Linked DNA regions of Hordeum vulgare: region 1 is linked to region 2. Evidence: chromatin contacts called from public Hi-C data. All regions are on one chromosome and are shown on one strand. The core of a region is the stretch at or near the end of the contact, and the rest is flanking DNA. Distances in the headings are between cores, read along the strand shown. Region 1 holds the start of LOC123399035 (RNA cytosine C(5)-methyltransferase NSUN2). Region 2 holds the start of LOC123398995 (protein SCAI).

Region 1 (5,189 bases), core at 531-3,030, 580 kb before region 2:
AGAAATTACCTCAGTCTCTAACGACTTCCTGAAGTCATTTTCTAATTGTGAACAAATGTCTTTAAAAAACTGACAGCTGGGAAGCAAATAAAAATCCTTTAGCTTGATACAATAGAAGAACCAAACCTTAAACAAAAGTAAAAAGGAGCCCTAATACAAAGAGTGCCTTTTTGCTCTAACTATTAGGTGGGTGTTTATATTCTTTAAAAGTAAACACACATGAGAAGGTGACAGATGTGTTCATATTTAAGTGTCTGGTGAACAAAAGCAAGTAACCAGCAGGCAAACCAGAACAGAAAGCATATCATCCTTTGCTGTCAACAAAACGAGTGTATACCTCCATGATTTCAAGTCCAAAATTTTGCCCACAAAACACAACAGCTATAGATTGGAAAAGAGTGAGAGCAACAGCCAGAATGCCAGATATGCTTACAAACTAAATAACACCAATTTATTGAAAATATTCATGAAAACTCCTCTTGAAAAGAGTAGCATAGATTTCCCAAATAAAGTGCTTGTTTGGATGAGGAGGCAGATCAACATGTGATTCTCGAGAAGTTAGCGGATCTTTCACTTAGTTGATCACAGTTAACAGCCAGTAACTGGACTTTCATCTAGAACATAAACGTGCCAAGAAGTTTCTATTTCAGTAAAGGTAATAAGGACTGACAAAGAGATTCGCGCTCAAATACAGTATTACTGGTACTGTCGCAACTATCAAGAATCTGGCATGTTGGTCCATCTTGATACACACTAACTGTTACGTGGGGGAACTAATATGCAAGGAAGGGGCGACTGCCAGCTGCTGCATCCATCTCAGAGTTGGAAAGGCAGAGGGCAATACCATAGTTGCTCTCTGCTGGAGAGAGTAAAATTAGGAAAGTCTTAGTTCAAAAAGTTTAGTAGGCTTGATTATTGAGTCAGTATCCAATTGCGCTCAGTCCAGGTCATGCATACAAATGTCAGCACGCTTACGTTTCAGAAAAAAAGCAAAGTTACCTCGCATTAATCCTAAAAGCGGCTGGCAATGGCTTCCGGAGCATGCTCATGAAGGCATCCCACTCTTCCTCAGGAACAATTTGCTGCCCCTGCAAGGCATACACAGATTCACATTCAATAGGATTCTAACAGAGGCCACATCAACAGTTTCTAAGTGATGCTGCATCCAGTTGAAAGACTTCAGCTACAAGGCGCTCCGACAGAAGCAAAGACAGCGGAGGGCAGATATGCTGCTATTAGCAGCAAGGCGGTCCAGAGACCAGTACTCAATACGGCAATCATCAATCCATAAACCTGCGCCTTACAAATAATCTTATATTGACTCATCCGCCACTAATCAACAAATCGTCGCGCTCTAGAACGAAAGACGCGTGAAAATCACAGGGCTGGCACTGCTCCATGTTAATGCCATCGAGCCAAAAATGTCGAAAAGGGGAGCTACGCGTGATCTGAACCAGGCGTCTGCACCTTGTAGTAAGCCTCGAAGGCCAGGTTCTCCGTGGCGAAGGGCTGCCAGCCGTTGCCCTCGCCTCCTTCGCCGGCGGAGGCGGGAGGGCGCCTGGGGTTGTCCTTCCAGACGTTCTCGCGCTCCTGCTTGAAGTGACGACGCTGCGAGCGCCCGCGCTTCCTGCCGCCCCCCATCTCTCCCTCTAGCGCGCGCTCCGCAGCTGCGGCGACCCGTCAGAGGCGGCGCGGAGGGAGTTGGCGGTGGCGGTGGCGGTGGCAGGAGTTGGAGCGCCTGCAGGTTTGTTGGTGATGTTTAGGGAGTGGCGGCGACGGAGGTGGGAAGAAAGGCGAGGAGGTCGCGATGGGTGGGGAACGTCAGGCGGGCTCCGGTTGGGCTCATTGCGAATCGGAGAAGCGCGAACTAGTAGTGTATGGGCTGAAATTCACACGAGAAGCCTAATGGGCTTAGCAGTTTGTAGACGTGTGGGCCGGCACCTATGGGCACACCTCCATGACTGTGGAGGAGATAGATGGGCTCGGACGCTGCTGTACGTACACAAAGCCATTGTGTCTCAAAAAAAACATGCACACAGCCATTCCTCTTGTTTTTCTCAAAAAAAAAAAAAAATCATTCCTATTGTGCTCTTCCCTGCAGATCGTTCTCTCCTCCCAAATCCCTCGCCGGAGCGCAGCATCCTCGCCGTCGTGACCTTCCACAAAGATGAAGCGGTAGGGATAACGGGGTGGGGGGTTGGGTATCCCCGGAGGGATGGCTCGGGAGGTGGACCACACGGACAGGTTCATAAAGGGGAATTGTGCATCTCACCCAATAGGCATCATATTGCCATGCTTGTGTTTCTTTGGTTTATGATATTTGTATCATATCTCGTGCATGTCTCAGTTTGTGTTTATTTGTGTTACTCCCTCCGTCTAATAATAACAACCTTTTTTAGAAAAGGAGGATTACTCCTCGCGTGTGCATCTAGATGATGCATGCGGTCATTTTATTAATTATTCACAAAGGTCTTATAAGTAGTACATCAGTTTGTCTGAAATCATCATCTTAGCAACAATTATCGCTTCTCCTAACCACTTGATGAAGGGGTGCCGATAGTCCGAGCCTAATACGAAACATACATCACACAAAAGCCTAACATCTAAAGCCGGAGGCCCCAACCGAGCCACATGTTGGGTTTGTGGTACAAACCGATCCAACGCACTCTCATGTGTCGTCGATGCCGTCTTCCACCAATCCATCTTTAGAGTAGAAACTAACACACTGACATTGCCAGACCTCTCTGCCATTGACGCCACCATGACGTCAGAGAGCGTCCTCCTCCTGCGTGAGTCCATCTTCGCGCATCGGACAACGAGTCTCCACTGCCCCACGCGACCGAGATGCATCACCATCAATGAGTAAGATGAAGCATCGCTCCACCAAAGAAGCCGTCCACTGGTCCCTCGAGCCCGTGTACACCTCCAAAAATGACGCCCCCAAGGAGGAAACGACACCAGAGCGCCGCCGTCATCCGATCTACTGATCAAGGGTTTCCCCCAGAGGTAGCGGATAGAGGTCTTGAGTTTCTCCACGGCGATGCCCTCAAGAAGGTAACGACACAAAACAGTGTCGCCGTCGCCGGTCTTAGCAACAAACCGAGAGCGAGGTTTTCACTCAAATCCACTCGACGAACCTCCTGTCGTGGAAATAAGCCTGACAGTAGACGAGTAGGGTATGAAAGTAGAGGGCAGAGTCCTAGCTACGGCAAGGTTGTACGAGTTCAGGCCCCTCTGCGGTGGAGATAATAGCCCTACGTCTTAGTGCCCTCGAGCTTTTGTGTCGAGTGGGATACAGGTGTTACAGAATGCGAACCCTTGTGCCAGAGGGGAGGGGTCCCTTATATAGAGTGTGCGGCCCCTCATAAGTGCCAAGCCTTCAAGGGTGCAATAAGTGAGATTAAATGCATACGCATAAATGAAAATAACTACAGTGGTCTAACGTATGACCGTTAGCCTCCCTGAGGTGGCTTCTGGCCTTCTATGTCGACTGGCTTCTGGTCTTCACCGAGTGGAATCCAGTCGTCGAGTATAAGATAATTTTTCGAGTGGTTTTATACCGAGTGGGCAAGAGGTTGTCTTAATCCAGTCGGTAGGTATCTTGTGACCTTCAAGCTAATAATGAGGTGCCCTTGGGTAGGACTTATAGGTCAGGCCTATGACCCTACTCTAGGGCTATAACCCCATCATTATCCCCCGAATGGATCGAGGTTCGAGTGGTGAAGGTGTAGCTGCAAATCTTGATATAGCAGACCGAATTTGAATGCTCTCCAAAGTTTTGCTGAATTGGATGTCGATCGAAATCTTCATCATTCGCCTTGATCGATTCTGCTTGGTCCAAAGTATCTAAGTGACTTTGAGGATCCGAGTGAACTAGCGAATCGGCGCATCTGACGGGATCTTTTGATGTGACCAGTCACCCTGTCAGCCCCGGATTTTTCGGGATTTGAAAACTTCGGTTGCCGCGCGCAACGTTGCGATGACGTCATCACCATCAAGTGGATCGCGTCGCCTCGATTCTTGCGCCTCTATCTCCGCCACGTATCTCGCGGTGGCCATCAAAGGGATAAGCTGAGGGTGCACTTGCCAGAGACCCAGTCGGTTGGTTATAAAAGACGTCGGCGCTAAGGTTTGGAACGGCACCAACTCTTTCTTCTCCTCTGATCTTCCTTCTCCTTAGCCACCAGCCCAGCTCTCAGCAACCAATCTCCCTGCCGTAGCCGTGATGAAGGGGCAAACCGGCAAGCTAGAGAAGGCGAAGAAGAAGGGCGGCTCCAAGCCTAGGAAGCGGGCTCTGCCGCCGGGCTGGATCCAGGGGGATTTCCTCCGATCCACTATGCGGAAGGAGGACCTCCTCGAACTCGTCGAGCACGGCATGCTGGCGGACAAATCTTGGAGGCTTCCTGGCGATGAAGTCAAGCCTGAGCCGCGCGATGAAGTCCTCCTTCTGACCCACGTCGAAAGAGGTTTATCTCTGCTGCCTCATCCTTTTATTCGGGGGTTCTTGAACTTCTTCGGGGCGCAGTTACATCATTTCCCTCCGAATGCCATTGCCCACCTTTCTGCCTTTGTAACTTTATGCGAGTGTTTCTTGGGGTGTCCTCCTCACTGGGGACTCTTTAAATCTATCTTCATTGTGCATTCTTAGTCGGTAAAGAAGGTCAATCCGACTGATGACAAGACCCATATCATCTAGTTGTGTGGGGGCTTAGGACTTCAAAAGAGAGCCAAAAGTAGTTATCCTGTCATGACCTTTCCCGAGTCGGTTCGCAACTGGCAAGCCACTTGGTTTTACTGTAATTTTGTCGCTTGCCCGAATATGTCGAGTGGACTCCCTCCCTTTACTTTAGAGCGACCGAGTGCTCTGAGGACGTTAGTGTCGATGAAGGAGGAGAAAGCCCAGGTGGAGCCTTTAGTCAAAGCGTTGATTGGTCTGGTCCGCTACGAAGTGGCAGGAATGGATCTGTTAGAGACCTTCATGTTGGAGAACGTCGCATGGGAAACAAAAAAATTCCTACGCGCACGAAGACCTATCATGGTGATGTCCATCTATGAGAGGAGATTTGGATCTACGTACCCTTATAGATCGCACAACACGAAGCGTTAAGAAACACGGTTGATGTAGTGGAACGTTCCGCGATTCAGATTGCCGTAGTCGTACTATCTCATCACGATCCGTCCCGCGAACT
Region 2 (5,021 bases), core at 1,858-4,357:
AATTATTAGCAACTTATTATTACCAATTTGTAGGATGGTCTGAACGTGCAATTTGCCAATTTGGCAGTGCCTGTGCTCAAAATTTGATGTTCAGTTCTGCTAACCATAACATCACTATGCCTATTTACAAGGAGATGTTTTCTAAAGACAATATTATTGGTGGGCGTGCTATGGAGCAATTATTGGCAGTAAATGTGCCTTTTTCGAATGCATGCACTCAAAACTCAGATATTCAATTCAACTTCATCCTACTCTTGTAAAAGGGAGAAGAGGTATACACTCCTATGCACACTGGCAAATCCGGTGAACTTTAAACACAGAATTCTTTTAAATATATCTCCATGTATTATTTGGGTTGCAGCAAACAACCATGTTGGTAAGCAGAACCGCAACATCACAGAGCTGAAAATCTTATAATGACTACTCAGCCAACATAGTGAGCATACTATAAAATGCAAGTACCCGAGCATTGAAAAGGTGCAAAGGCAGCCTAAGAAAGTATGACCACATCAAGCTCTTAGCGAGGCTGGCCTGCCAACCATGTTGCAGCAAGAATGCAGGAAATCCTCCGGTTCCACTTAACTATTTTTAAACGATTCTACCTAACTGATCCTCAGTTTAATAGAATTTATCGTAACTTTATTTCATGCGTACTAAAGACCCAAAGTGGTCGGACCCTTCCCCGGACCCTGCGCAAGCGGGAGCTACATGCACCGGGCTGCCCTTTTTTAGTCATATCAATAATACGATACTATATCACTTCTATTGTTGAGTCACCCACTGATGCATGATATTTGTGGACAATAGAAACAAGTCTACACAGCATTATTTCACTAACCAAATCACAAACATCGACCATATTATCAGCATCCAGTCTATCAACTGGTCAGCATGCAGCATTGTTTAATGCTGTTTTCAAGACAGGAATTTCCCACGAAAATTATACATGGTTATGCAAAACTTCAACTTTAAAGGGGGCGAAGCAATTTTGAGAAGGGGCCTACCGCTATAAGATGAGAAACTGTAGGGTGATATATGATTGCTCTTTGAGGATTTGAAGGAAGATTTCCATCAGAGATCTCTGTAGAAAGGTGAATATCGATCAGACCAGAGGGTCCGCTCTGATCACTCATAGTGCCATTTTCTGTAAGTTCTTTAACAGCTATCTGATAAGACCCTGTGGGCTCCCATTCTAAAGACTGTAGCATTCTGAAAGTGTCCAAAGTTAGCTCTGTGAACTTGACCTGCAGTACATACAACGACATTATGTGAGGGAGCTGATCAGCATAGTACCAAAACAAGTGATAACTAGAGGAACAGAAGCATTATTTATGAAGGGGTAATATTAGTAACCTCATTTCGGCGGTAACTTGTCAATACAGCTTCCTTCAGTTTCAGTACTCTTTTCGAATGGAATCTTGCTATTGATGCAAGGTTTGATGCATAAGAATCAAACAAGTTGTCATATCTAAGTGATCTAGATCCCTTGTATGCTCCATCAGCTTTCAAGAATCTCTCAAGCTCTTGAAGCACTTGTTTCCATTCCTTGAAGTTGGTTTTCTAAGAAGAGGTCACGTTATAAGGAAGAACAAAATTATAAGCAAATCAGGCTTAAAATGTCCTAGTGTACTGAAATGAATAAAGAAGTAAGTGGTGAAACACACAAAAAAAGTACACCACGGTAAGTTGCACAATCCAAAGCTTTCATGTAGCATAGCAATAAAATATGCACTACTCGCTCCTTACGCATAGGTTCATTGATGTGTTACTTGGTTGTAATATGTACCCCTAATAGGTTCATTGATCATATCTTAAATTTCAGAGGGTGGTAAAATTCAACCATCATCCGCACACAATCCAAAAATTACAAATCCTAAGGGTAAGAACACATTGCTTGACAAGCTCAGATCACCACCGACTCAAACACCTATGAAAAGAAGAATCCGCTCGAACCCTCTCTTTCCATGATCAGCAATTCTCCAAAACACTCAAATCTACTACTCCTACATGAATACAGAGGGATACTTATGCTCTTTCTTCTGTAACTAAACAGCAGAGGAGTGTGGAGCAACAAAAAAAGAGGAGCAGGATAAGTGACACACAACCAAAGAGGATTGACGTAATTACTCAAACTGAATTGTACAAAAATAAACAGTCGTTTGAATAGCAAAAAAATCTGGCAAAACAAGTGTTGAACACCAAGTTGTTATGAATAAGGAACATAGTACATTCGTTCAATAATGAAGATGGCAATCCTGTCCTGCTTCCCAAAGTAACTGGGGCTTCCCCCGCAAAAAAAAGAGTAGTAATAACCCCCAAAGAGAAGACCTAAACGCGTCATTTAACTGGGGCTCCCCCAATCCAAAGCACACGCAGGAGAAAAGCTTCTTACGGGATACGCCGACTTGGATTCCTGGACGAGCGAGCGGAGGCGGGCAACGAGGTGGTCGACCGCCTCGGCCCGCCGCATGAGCATGGCGACGACGAGGAAGCGGGCGATGAAGCGCAGCTCCTTGTAGCGGATCAGGAGGCCCTGGTGCTTGGCGCCGCCCCCGGCGGCCGCGGAGGCGTTGGCGTTGGCGGGGGCGGGGGCGGCGAAGTAGCCGCGGCTGTAGATTGCCTCGTAGAAGACGTATGCGCCGACGAGCGAGCGCGGCTCGGCGGTGCGGAGGTAGCGCGCGTAGTAGAGCTGGCCGATCCGCGAGGCGACCTCGCCGATCTCCCAGCGGCGGAGGCCCGCGGCGACGAGGTCCCGGCGGCGGTCCTGCTGCAGACGCCAGAGGCGCGTGTAGGCCTTGAAGGCCTTCCGGCTGTGGTGGTCCCCGCCGCCGTAGAGCGGCAGGTCGCGCGCGCGCGCGAACTTGCGGTCCGCCGCCTCCACCAGCGCCTTGAACTCCCTGTACGCGCCGGAGGGCTCGCCGTCGGCCATCGCCGGCGGCCTGGGCGCGGGAGGCGATGGCTCGCTCGGCCCCTCCCTGTCTGTCTGTCTGTCCGTCCCTCCCTCTCTCCCCGCTGTCCTTTGGATTCGGGCGGCGAACGGGCGGAGGACGCGGTGAGATGGCGACGGTGCGGAGAGAGGGGAAAGAGAGTGATAAAAGGGGCAGTTCGTTCGAGAAGAGGTAAAAAACAGTGGAGTAGTGCACGGGGGTGGCGGTGAGCTGTTATTTTTTACTGCGCGGAAACGCTGTCATCTGGGGCGCTAATTGGGCTCTGATGGGTCAATCATCCGAGCTCTTTGTTTATCTGTCACTCTACAGTACAAGTGTACGACTGTAGGCCCATTTTCATCGAGCAAGTGAAGTCAGTGCGTGGAATCCATGTCACCACCGATGGGAAAGTACCGGCGGTTGACCGGAGTGAAAGCCAAAAGGATACGCACTGACAGGCAGAAAATGCAGCAGATTTGGACCGGAGAATTGACCCTGCGACTCGTTCTGTCAGACATATGTTTAGTCTGTTCGCGTCGATTCGGTATGGATCTCCATCCGAGGGCTAGCGACAAGGATGATCCATGGCAGGGCGTGGAATTCAGTTGTGAACCCACCGATGATGCCTCCTCGCTCGGTCTCGGGTGGACTGTGAGTCTGCGACTCGCTCAACGTACGCGCTAGTTTGACGTTGGTAGTTTCATAATTTTATGATTTTATCAAGATTTCTGCACTACTTACTATTCCCTTGCATTGCATTGCAGTGCAGTGCTGGTGGAGGTGGCTGGGCAGGTATTTCTTGTTTCTTCTTTATTTATGTCTCGTCAGAGTTTGGTGAAGGAAGGCTCCTCTTCATTTGCCCTTTAACTCGCAGTCAGCGGCGGATATTCAGAGTTTCCTCTAACCACCACAGCTGCATCGCATTTGCTACTAATATAATAACATTCCGCAATTAACAAAGGGAGAGAATCGGAGGATATACACCTGCCCTGCTGCCTCCTGACTAATCCAGTACACTTTATTAAGAAAATCCAAAGGAGCCTAGCTAAACTTTTGAGTAAACCCTCTGTAATAATCGACTAAAGTACGTAGTAGGAATCATCAGCCCGGGCGAGAATTCTCTGGGCAGTAAAAAGAACGGAGCGGGCATCCTCCCTCTGCCTCTTTGGTCGGTGGGTGCAGCCTTGCAGGTGGCTGGCTGCCCGTGCAATCATTCGGCACCCAGCCCAGCCGCGCCCAAATCTTTGGCTCGCTCGCTTGGAACAGGCTGGCGTGGCGCCGCGGTGCTGGACGCCGGGGTCATTAACAAATCGGTTTAGGCTGGGAATCTCTGAGAGGGCTTTAAAAGGCTGCTGCGACGTGGAGATCTGGCCAGAATTAGCTTAGCTGACCGGCGGCTGCTTTACGGCAACGATTCCCTCAACTCCCGGTTAACTTTACTTGCCTGGGTTTTCTGGTCCCGTGCGCCGCGACCGGTAATTAGTCTAGAAGTATCATCCATATGATACGTCCTGTTTGAATCCTAGGTTTAGAGTTAGAGTGGGTTAAATTTGAATCGAATCATCTAACCCTCAAAGATCCAAACAGATGGGTTAGAATTGGTTAGATGCATCTAACCCATCCAAAAACTCCAAGCCATTCAAGAGGTGCTTTTTTGGGTTAGAGTAGGTGGGGTCCAGAAAAAGAGAGAGGTCCAAAATAGCCAAATGATTGAGAAAGAGCATTTATTATCCATCTAACCCTCCCATCCAAACACCTTTAGAGTTAGAGTTAGTTCAGATTAGTTCAAGGGTTAGAATCTAACTCTAACTCTAACCAGGTTAGAGTATCCAAACAGGGCCTTAATATCATATCCGTAATGTATAGTATCATATGTTTATATTATAAAATATTCCATCCGTTTCTAAATATAAGTCTTTCTAAAGGTTCAACTAATGAACTACATACAGATGTATATAGACATACTCACTGGCGGAGCCAGGAATTTTGTTTAGCCTGGGCAAACTTGAGCCTCCCTATCTGATCTCAGAGCATCTCCAACAGACGCGCGAAAAGGGCACGCGCGCGGTAAACCGTCATTTTAGCGCAAGCGGG

What was found. Hi-C and Micro-C count contacts between places; a contact is called where the count stands out from the background.
Region 1: a Hi-C map of leaf shows a contact between it and region 2, with 4 times the contacts expected there. The contact joins the promoter of LOC123399035 here to the promoter of LOC123398995 in region 2. A contact is called at or near these places in 2 of 6 Hi-C or Micro-C datasets (leaf and seedling).

The regions. Positions count from the first base shown.
Region 1 is chr5H:469,547,781-469,552,969 of MorexV3_pseudomolecules_assembly, reverse strand. It overlaps LOC123399035 (RNA cytosine C(5)-methyltransferase NSUN2), which reads right to left and starts at 1,780. Exons shown (of 15, transcript XM_045093465.1): 1 at 1,468-1,780; 2 at 1,000-1,088; 3 at 10-76. The coding sequence starts at 1,641.
Region 2 is chr5H:468,969,084-468,974,104 of MorexV3_pseudomolecules_assembly, reverse strand. LOC123398995 (protein SCAI) reads right to left here and starts at 3,107. Exons shown (of 9, transcript XM_045093431.1): 1 at 2,393-3,107; 2 at 1,354-1,560; 3 at 1,005-1,244. The coding sequence starts at 2,929.